Regions from separate parts of the Mus musculus genome. Here regions 1 and 3 are each linked to region 2. A link is a contact called in public Hi-C and promoter capture Hi-C data. All regions are on one chromosome and are shown on one strand. The core of a region is the stretch at or near the end of the contact, and the rest is flanking DNA. Distances in the headings are between cores, read along the strand shown. Region 1 holds the start of Smim27 (small integral membrane protein 27). Region 2 holds the start of Rnf20 (ring finger protein 20). Region 3 holds the start of Elp1 (elongator complex protein 1).

Region 1 (2,700 bases), core at 54-2,553, 9.4 Mb before region 2:
CCTCACCCATTGTTCCCGGCCGACTCACCTCCGAGGACGCGGTGGCAGGAACCGCTGGGCCGTTGGAAGCCAGCTCCCGCCGGCTCAGTAAGCTCGGCCGGTGGCGGCAGGATCCGCGAAGGCGTACCCGGCGGCTTCGGCGCCTCCCCTCCTCGGCAGGCACCAGAGGGGGCGCTTCACCCTCCTCGCGAGACAGCGGAGACCCCGGTGGCGGCGGCTGCGACCCCTATGACGTAGAACGTTCATCACCCACAGGCAGTTTGGAGGCGGAGAGAAGGCGAGACCAACCCCCCGAGCCCGCGCAGCAAAACACCGCTCCTCCACCCCCTTCCCCCGAGCTCTGGGCGCATGCGCCAAACCGCTGCCGCACGCAGGAGGCGGGACGTTACGGCACAGACCCCGGACCCTGCCCTGCCCCCACCGCGGGGGGGCACAGCACAAACTCCACAATCACAACCAAATATGCAGAAAGGCTGCCTCAGTATCAGTGGAACCTCACAAACTTCAACAAGTTGTTAGGATTCTCTATGGTGCCACGGGAACTGGACTGAGCTCCCAGAGCACCCTGGTCCTTCCGTCTATTTCAGCTGGGTTGACCATCAGGCATTTCTTTTACCCCGCCATAACTCCCTGCGGCCCGCTTCCCTCTTTCCACTCTCGGAAATCTACACTAAAAATGTATCTGACACATCTGCGCCCAAAGCCGAGCGGCCCAGCCTCTGCCGGCCAGGCTTCCACTCTGCACACCACCAGCATCCTGATAGTTGGCCTGCCAAGCTGCCTTTCTCGGGACTTAGTATTTCAAACTTGCTGCAGTCCCAAGCATTCGACAAACTGCCCGTCAACACTTGTTGGCCGGCAGATCCACCATGCGGGCTACCTGTACAACATATTTGAAAAGATTTCCAGCCATCAGCGATAATATTCTGTTTGTTCTTGGTGAACGGCTCAACTAACAGTTCCCAACGATGTTTTTGTTACGTAAAAGATGTTTAAGTCAAGCATAAACATATGAAGGTCTATCCGCATTTGGTGGAAACCGATGTGGGTGTGGGACGGCAACTTTGATTCTTCCACCGTGGACTATTTTCCAATAAACTTTTATATGCACACGATGGCACACTATCTTGTATTAATACCGCACTGCAAATGCAGGATAAAGCAGTTAAGGAATTCCTATGTGAGCGCAAAAAAGGCGCGATCTTCACATTTTCTCTTTTATTCCCTCTGCTGCCTGAAAGGCGGGCTAGGCCCGGATCACGTGATGTGTTCCAACTCCGGGCGGAAGCCCGCGGGAGCGCGCAGAGTCCCGCTGAAAAATGGCTGCTGCATCGGGGTGCAATGCGCCCGCGAGCAGGCTGTAGGGCCCTTGCCACCCCGTCCCCGCTGCTCCCTTACCATGAGGCCGATGAGTCGCCGAAGCCTGGACTGGACTTACTCCCTGGTAGGTACCGAGCAGAGCGGAGCTCCAGAGCGCACCATGGCAGGGCCCGCGAGCCGAAGGTAGACTGTTGGCTCGCAGCTTGGAACTCCAGAACCCATTCCTAAATTGAGCGTTCACGCCCTGCCCTCGGCTCCGCCTCTTCCTGGAGGACACGCTTTTCCGCCTCTGACGTCAGGGGTTGCAGGCCTGCTTGCCTCTGGGCTGCACTGTGTTAGAGGCATGTGATGCCTTTCCACCTGTAGCTGCTTGCTCGGGCTACACAGGGAAAGGACCCGGCACATTGATTTCTTCTTTTTGCTTTTCCTCCCCTCCTTTTAGTTGCTCCTTGCAATCGTCTTGCTCTCTTGGGGATTCGTCATCTATGCATCGACTGTAGCTGCACGACGACAACTACAGAAGGAGTTTCCAGACAAGTTCTTCTGAACGAACTTTTGTAATTCTTAGCAAACACTTCTTTTCTTCAGATGGCACCTATGTAGACTCAAAGTAAAATTCACAATACAAATTTGCGTGTGGCCTTTTGTGATAAGCGTTAACATGCCAATTTTTCAAAATGATCGGACAACACCCCCCCCCCCCTTTTTTTTTTTTCGAGACAGGGTTTCTCTGTATAGCCCTGGCTGTCCTGGAACTCACTTTGTAGACCAGGCTGACCTTGAACTCAGAAATCCGCCTGCCTCTGCCTCCCGAGTGCTGGGAGTAAAGGCGTGCGCCCCCACGCCCGGCTCTATTTTGTATCAGGTCATAGCTTTTCATTCTAGTGCTCAAACACTTCACATCCTCATGTCAAATCAGTATGTAAACAACACTGTGACTAAAATGTGTTTTGCATCCTGTTTATCAAAATGGACAGAAAAAAGTAGCTAATAGCTCTGTTTAGTATTTGTCTTTTTACTGTTAGTCTCAAATCATAGAACCTTTGGACAGTAACACGGACAGTGATAACACTCTGAGAATAAGCTTTATTAATTACTTTTCCAGGAAACAGATTCAGTAAATACAGCACTTTAGGAACATACTTGTGCTGTTACACAAGTCTGTTAAGTTTTTAAGGACTCTTCAATGATGTTGATCAGGAAAATCTCTCATTGGTGGAATTACTTCTCCAGTCTCCAGAATTGTATCACCCTAGGGAAAACAGGAAGTGTTTAATAGAGATTTTTCACCAAATATACATTTCATTGTAAATATTCCAACATTTGCTCAACACAATAAATGACTATAAAGATACTTTCTTTACATTTGTTAAATTTAAG
Region 2 (2,700 bases), core at 119-2,618:
AAAAAATATCAACGCTCAATAAATTTTAAACATCCTGGTACTGGCCTGGCAAGATGGTTTAGTGGGTAAAGGTGCTTGTCACCCCGAGTTCAGCCCTTGAGACCCGAGCCTTCGAAGTACGACCTAGCTCCAAAAGTTGTCCTCTGAGCTTTACATGTGGGCACTCGAACACCTATGCACACATTAAAAAAAAATCATATTAAGACGGGTACTGAGATTACAGACTAATTGACTTGTTCTTAATTAACACCCTCCTCCCCCCCCCCGACCCCCCCCCCCCCATCCCCAGTGTCTCTGGTCAGTATCTTATCCTCTCCAAACACTAAAGCAGTAGTTTCCAAACCTGTGATGAGAATCCATAGGGGGAAGATGGGATGGGATGAAGGTGGCTTTATTTTTTTTTTTATTTTTTATTTTTGGTTTTTGAGACAGGGTTTCTCTGCGTAGCTCTGGCTGTCCTGGAACTCACTCTGTAGACTATGCTGGCCTTGAACTCAGAAATCTGCCTGCCTCTGCCTCCCAAGTGCTGGGATTAAAGGCATGCGCCACCACCGCCCGGCGAAGGTGACTTTTTAACCCTACAAGAGACTAAAGTTCTCCAGCTGAGTGTCATTTGCAGGTAGTGCTAAATAGAGACCCCGCTTATTTATTTTGGCCTTCCCAGACAGGAGTTTCTCTGTGTAGTATTTATTTATTTTGAGGCAGGGTTTCTATGCATAGTATGTATGTATTTATGTGCTTATTTATTTTGGTTTTTCAAGACATGGTTTCTCTGTGTAGCTCCGGCTGTACGAGAACTCGCTTTGTAGACCAGGCTAGCCTTGAACTCAGAGGAATCAGCCCGCTTCTACCTCCTGAGTGCTGGGATTAAAGGCGAGTGCTACCATCGCCGTGCTGGAATCCCCTTTAAGGAAACTACACAGAACTAGAAATCGGTCAAATTCCTTGAGTTTTACGCAGGCTATTTCATCTCTTTAAAGAGTGCTCCACCCACACCTCAGGTAAGGGCGCTTGCCCTTTGGGAGATGGACAGGACCATCAACCAATTAGCAGCTTGGATGAGATAGGACCGCCCCCCCAACACAAAACATAAACAAAACGCTTTCCGTCAGTAATAATAATGGACCTTAAAAAAAAGAAAACAAAAAACAAAAAAACCGTACACAATGCTTCGCGTTGAAGAGACCGGTCACTTTGGGACTGGAGTCTGAAACAGTCCCCGCCCATCCCAACACAGAGGCGGCAGCGCACACGCAGAACTGACTGCGCCCCCTCCTCACGCGTCACTTCCGCCTGGCGGTCTCCCACACGTCACTTCCGCCCTCTCCTCGCCGTGCCTCGGGTAAAGTTGAAGCAACTTCCTTTTCCTTTTCCCTACTTCCTCTCCGTGCCTCCGCCTCCGTGGAGCTCAGTCCCTCTCGCAGCGGATCCCAAGTGAATCCCTTGGAGTCCCTCTCGGGCCTTCGTGAAGAAGCGCTGGGAGCCGCGCGCTCCCTGCGGCGGGAGTTGCCAGAGCCCAGGTTTGCTCTGTCGTCTGCTGCTCCCGGGCCGTGAGCGGCGAGGACTCTCGGGTCCCATCTTCCCGGCCTGTAGTTAGCCACGCCGGAGCCAGCGGCCAGCGCTCTCCAGTCAAGCTGCGCTCTCTCCTCAGCTCCCGTCTCCTCTCTTTGCAGGCGAGGTCCAACCCAGATTGCTGCTTGCCATTGACGCCTCGTCCCGGAGTTTGGATCGGAAGCCGGCTGGATGTAGACCCCTGATGGCCGCGGTGCTCGCCATCTAGCATCCATTCCACCTCCTTGTGAGTTTCGGAACCAGAGTCAGGTAGGAAATACTGAAAGAGCATCCCGTCTGAACAGATAAAGAAACGGGGATTGTTGGCAGGTTCGGTCTCTAAAGGCAGCCCGGCTCCCCAAAGGAAGCGCTGGGGTGCTCACCTACGTCTGACATCTGGAGAACTAACTGCTCAGGGAGCGTTTACAAGGCTCTGCAAAGAGAACGCTTGCATTTCTGGGTGCTTAGTGTTCATCTGACATTATGCTAAGTTGTTTCTATAACTATGCCATCCATTTGTTGCAGTAAGTCTAGCAACATGTTGTTGTCCTTCGTTTAGGAAACCGAGATTCAGAGATAACTGACTTGTATAGGATTAATGACTTAGCTAATGTTTCCCACGTCTCTTGCCCCAAGTCTCCTAATACTTTAACCTTAACCTCTGTCATAAATAAACTCTCCTTCTTTTAGTTTTTTGTTTTTGGCATCTCAGGAAGTGAGAATCCTGAAATTTATTCATAGCTTCTCTATTATTTGAGTAGAATTTTATTTGTTATTAGCATCTTGTGTAGAAATTTATAATCCTGTCAATCCCATTCCTCAACAGTTCCCCTCCCCCTTCTCTCTTGATTTAGGGTTGATGGGTTTTGTCGTAGAATTATTTGATTTAGGTTAAAGAGTTGGCCTGAAAAAAATTACTAGTTTTTATATACAGGTACTTTATATTGTGGCATGTCTGCTTATCTTGATTCAGTTCATGTTTTCTATTTTTGTTTCTGTTTTTTCATTCAGAAAAATATAACTGTCATCTTATACCAAGATGTCAGGAATTGGAAATAAAAGAGCAGCTGGAGAGCCGGGCACATCTATGCCTCCAGAGAAGAAGACAGCTGTTGAAGATTCAGGGACCACCGTGGAAACAATTAAGTT
Region 3 (2,700 bases), core at 31-2,530, 7.2 Mb after region 2:
TCATTAATCTCTCTAATGCCCCAATTCTTTTAGCATGAAAACCGACTTCTCTAAATTGTCATTCTGACACTGCTCACTCATTTAACTTTTTGGAGTTACACAGTCCTGTAGTTTTCTCAATGCTTTCAAAGTTAGGAAACATCTTCCAAATGTTTCTAGGATCATAATCTGCTAACAGCCTTCCTTTGGCACCTCCAACTGCACCTCCCTTGACTCCACCCACACATGTTCTAAGAGGTGCTTTCATACAACTTTGATCATGTCCCAAAATTCTGACCATTGATCCACTTTCTCCCCTACCTTCAGGCTTGGTAGCTCACTAAAGGGAAGATTAGATAAACCTATATACCTTGTAAATGAACAAGACCAAACTAAACATTAAACTCACATTAAAATCAATCCTGATATTATCATAAGCTGACCCTTACAAGCATATGAAATGCAACCTGAAAAACAGAGAACCTGCTGATCTCTTATCAAATAATAGCTCATCCTGGCTTGGGACTTATTGTCATCTCTGTTTCCACAAACTAAAATTTGTCTTTGTCTCTTTTTCTTTCACTTACACATCGAGATATTTGCTGGTTATATATCATGGTTCTCAATACGCAAACGAATCCTTTACACAATACCTAAGATCCGTTATGTGACTTACAACAAAACCTTGCCAAATGTTAGGCCCTAAAGACAAAAGACTATAAAATCACAGCCATCACAGAAATCCCGGCTTAGGTACACCAGGTAGGGAAGCACGAGATACACTACTTCATAGAAAAGTCCCAAATGCGAGCGAGAAGGGACCCGCAGCACAGCACAGAGGCCTCTATTTACCTATCACCTTCCACGACAAGCTGGTAGAGGTTTTATCTACACGCTACAAGGAAACCCGCAATTGGGGTACCGGACCCTCATCCCTCGCAGCGCCCCAAGACGGCCCCGGGGAAAACGTGTACAGAAAGCATCCGAAACTCGAAGAAAGAAGAGGTCCACGCCCGGCCCGCCGGCGCGCGCAGGCAGAAGCGCGTGCATCTCCCCTGCACCAGAACAGCCCTGGACAGCAAGACCAGGCCGCACACAGCGGCTCGGACTGGGACGGGCGAATGCTCACCTACGACGCCCTCGAGGCGGCTCCGAGCCCTCACGGCGCACTGGGTTTGGAAAGGAACCGCCGATGCACACGGGAGACGAGAAACACGATCCACTGAAGGGCGAAACACGCCAGGTAGCACCAGAAAGGCGGCGCGGACGTGGCGTCACCCGCGAGGCGCGCTGAGTGACGTCACCGGGTGGGTGTGGCCAGACGCGCCTCCTCAGGAGCTCGAGGGTGCTCAGAGGGTCCAGGGGATCGGGGAGCCCTCACCCGGCAGAGGCAGGACCTTGCTGTCTGCTGTCCCTCAGCTCTTTGACACCCGGTTGTTTTTGCCCCACAGTTGGGCTTTGGCCCAGGATCACAGGTGACTGGGGTCGGGGAGGGAGTTTGGCCGCCAGCCGGGGAGTCGCGCGCGTGCGCACGACACCAACCGGCTCCCACGCGCCGGAACTACGCTCCTGGACTAGAGGGATGGAAGAGCTCCGCTGCCCCGAAGCCAAGCTGGCGCCACCAGAGGTAGTCATAGCTACCGAAGCCCCGCCACCCTCCCTTGTGGATCGATACTTCACTCGCTGGTATAAAGCGGGTAAGTGCGGGATGGTGGTGAGCTCCGCTTTACCGCACGGGTGCAGGCACTTCTGCCACGCGATGCAAGCCACCCGTGCTCTTCCCTGAGCATCCTAGTCCCAGGAATACAGATTTGCGCTGATGAAGAGCTAAAATAGGCGCTTTCCTTCGTGGGAACCGCAGCGCCATGTGTGGGTTGTTTGCAGGAAAGGACGTGAACTAAACTAAGGAACTCCGCGTTGGTCTATCTGGGCTTTCCCCACACTACTAAGGGTTGGTGTGCTTGGAGGGATCAATCCTACGCCGAACCGGGAAGAAACCTTAGGCATGGAGAGAAAAATTAAGAAATGTTAAGGAAGCAGTATCTAGTGTTAAGAAGAAACTGTGCATATTGTCCACTGGACGTTTGAAATAGGCTTCTCTGGTGTTCGTTCTGCCAAGAAAATACCGATACCACCTTTGGGGATCCTCCTCTAGCCTCTATTTTAGCCTTTTTAAATTCAGGGAAACCGGTAGACCCACATATAATATTTAGGATAAGCATCCTAAATTCTCTTTAGGACTGAATTTAAAAAAAAACGTGTGATTTTTGCATACCATCAAGACAGCCTCACAAAACACCACCATAATGTCAGCAATGTGGCGCTTATAATAGTGTTTCTCTAGGTGTACTCATTTTAAAGTGACAAGATGGAGGAGCTAAGAATGTTACCTGCCTTAACACTGAGTAAAGGATTCTATGTAAATTAGGCCACTTAAAATACTTCATAGCCTTTATTTACTTTGCCCACTGTGCTCAGCTTCGCAATGAACAATCTTCATGAACCAAAGGAGGTAATCACGTGGTAAATGCCAGTTCAACAACCTGCGACTCATTTATTCCTCTAGATGTTAAAGGAAAACCCTGTGAGGACCACTGTATACTCCAGCACTCCAACCGGTAAGCAAACCGGGAATCTTAAACTATCAACACTTTCCTTCTGGTAGCTAGCCTGGTGCGGTCTTGGGTCGGGTATGAGCATTCATGAAACTGTCTTCTGTGG

What was found. Promoter capture Hi-C pulls out the DNA fragments that hold promoters and counts their contacts. A called contact is a pair of places that touch in the nucleus more often than the background predicts.
Region 1: a Hi-C map of CD8 T cells shows a contact between it and region 2, with 11 times the contacts expected there. The contact joins the promoter of Smim27 here to the promoter of Rnf20 in region 2. A contact is called at or near these places in 1 of 39 promoter capture datasets (cranial neural crest) and 2 of 484 Hi-C or Micro-C datasets (CD4 T cells and CD8 T cells).
Region 3: a promoter capture Hi-C map of liver shows a contact between it and region 2, with 6 times the contacts expected there. The contact joins the promoter of Elp1 here to the promoter of Rnf20 in region 2. A contact is called at or near these places in 1 of 39 promoter capture datasets (liver) and 1 of 484 Hi-C or Micro-C datasets (CD8 T cells).

Annotation. Positions count from the first base shown.
Region 1 is chr4:40,268,276-40,270,975 of GRCm38.p6, forward strand. It overlaps Smim27 (small integral membrane protein 27), which reads left to right and starts at 1,304. Exons shown (of 2, transcript NM_001349093.1): 1 at 1,304-1,444; 2 at 1,763-1,953. The coding sequence starts at 1,400. The coding sequence ends at 1,867. It overlaps Topors (topoisomerase I binding, arginine/serine-rich), which reads right to left and starts at 1,566. Exons shown (of 3, transcript NM_134097.3): 1 at 1,399-1,566; 2 at 29-226. The coding sequence starts at 1,401. It overlaps Ndufb6 (NADH:ubiquinone oxidoreductase subunit B6), which reads right to left. Exons shown (of 4, transcript NM_001033305.3): 4 at 2,316-2,572. The coding sequence ends at 2,504.
Region 2 is chr4:49,630,692-49,633,391 of GRCm38.p6, forward strand. Rnf20 (ring finger protein 20) reads left to right here and starts at 1,369. Exons shown (of 21, transcript NM_182999.2): 1 at 1,369-1,520; 2 at 1,674-1,821; 3 at 2,563-2,700. The coding sequence starts at 2,591. Gm45952 (predicted gene, 45952) reads right to left here and starts at 1,261. Exons shown (of 2, transcript NR_168526.1): 1 at 1,164-1,261; 2 at 1-172.
Region 3 is chr4:56,801,051-56,803,750 of GRCm38.p6, forward strand. Elp1 (elongator complex protein 1) reads right to left here and starts at 1,281. Exons shown (of 37, transcript NM_026079.3): 1 at 1,109-1,281. Abitram (actin binding transcription modulator) reads left to right here and starts at 1,279. Exons shown (of 6, transcript NM_001081420.1): 1 at 1,279-1,676; 2 at 2,546-2,597. The coding sequence starts at 1,562.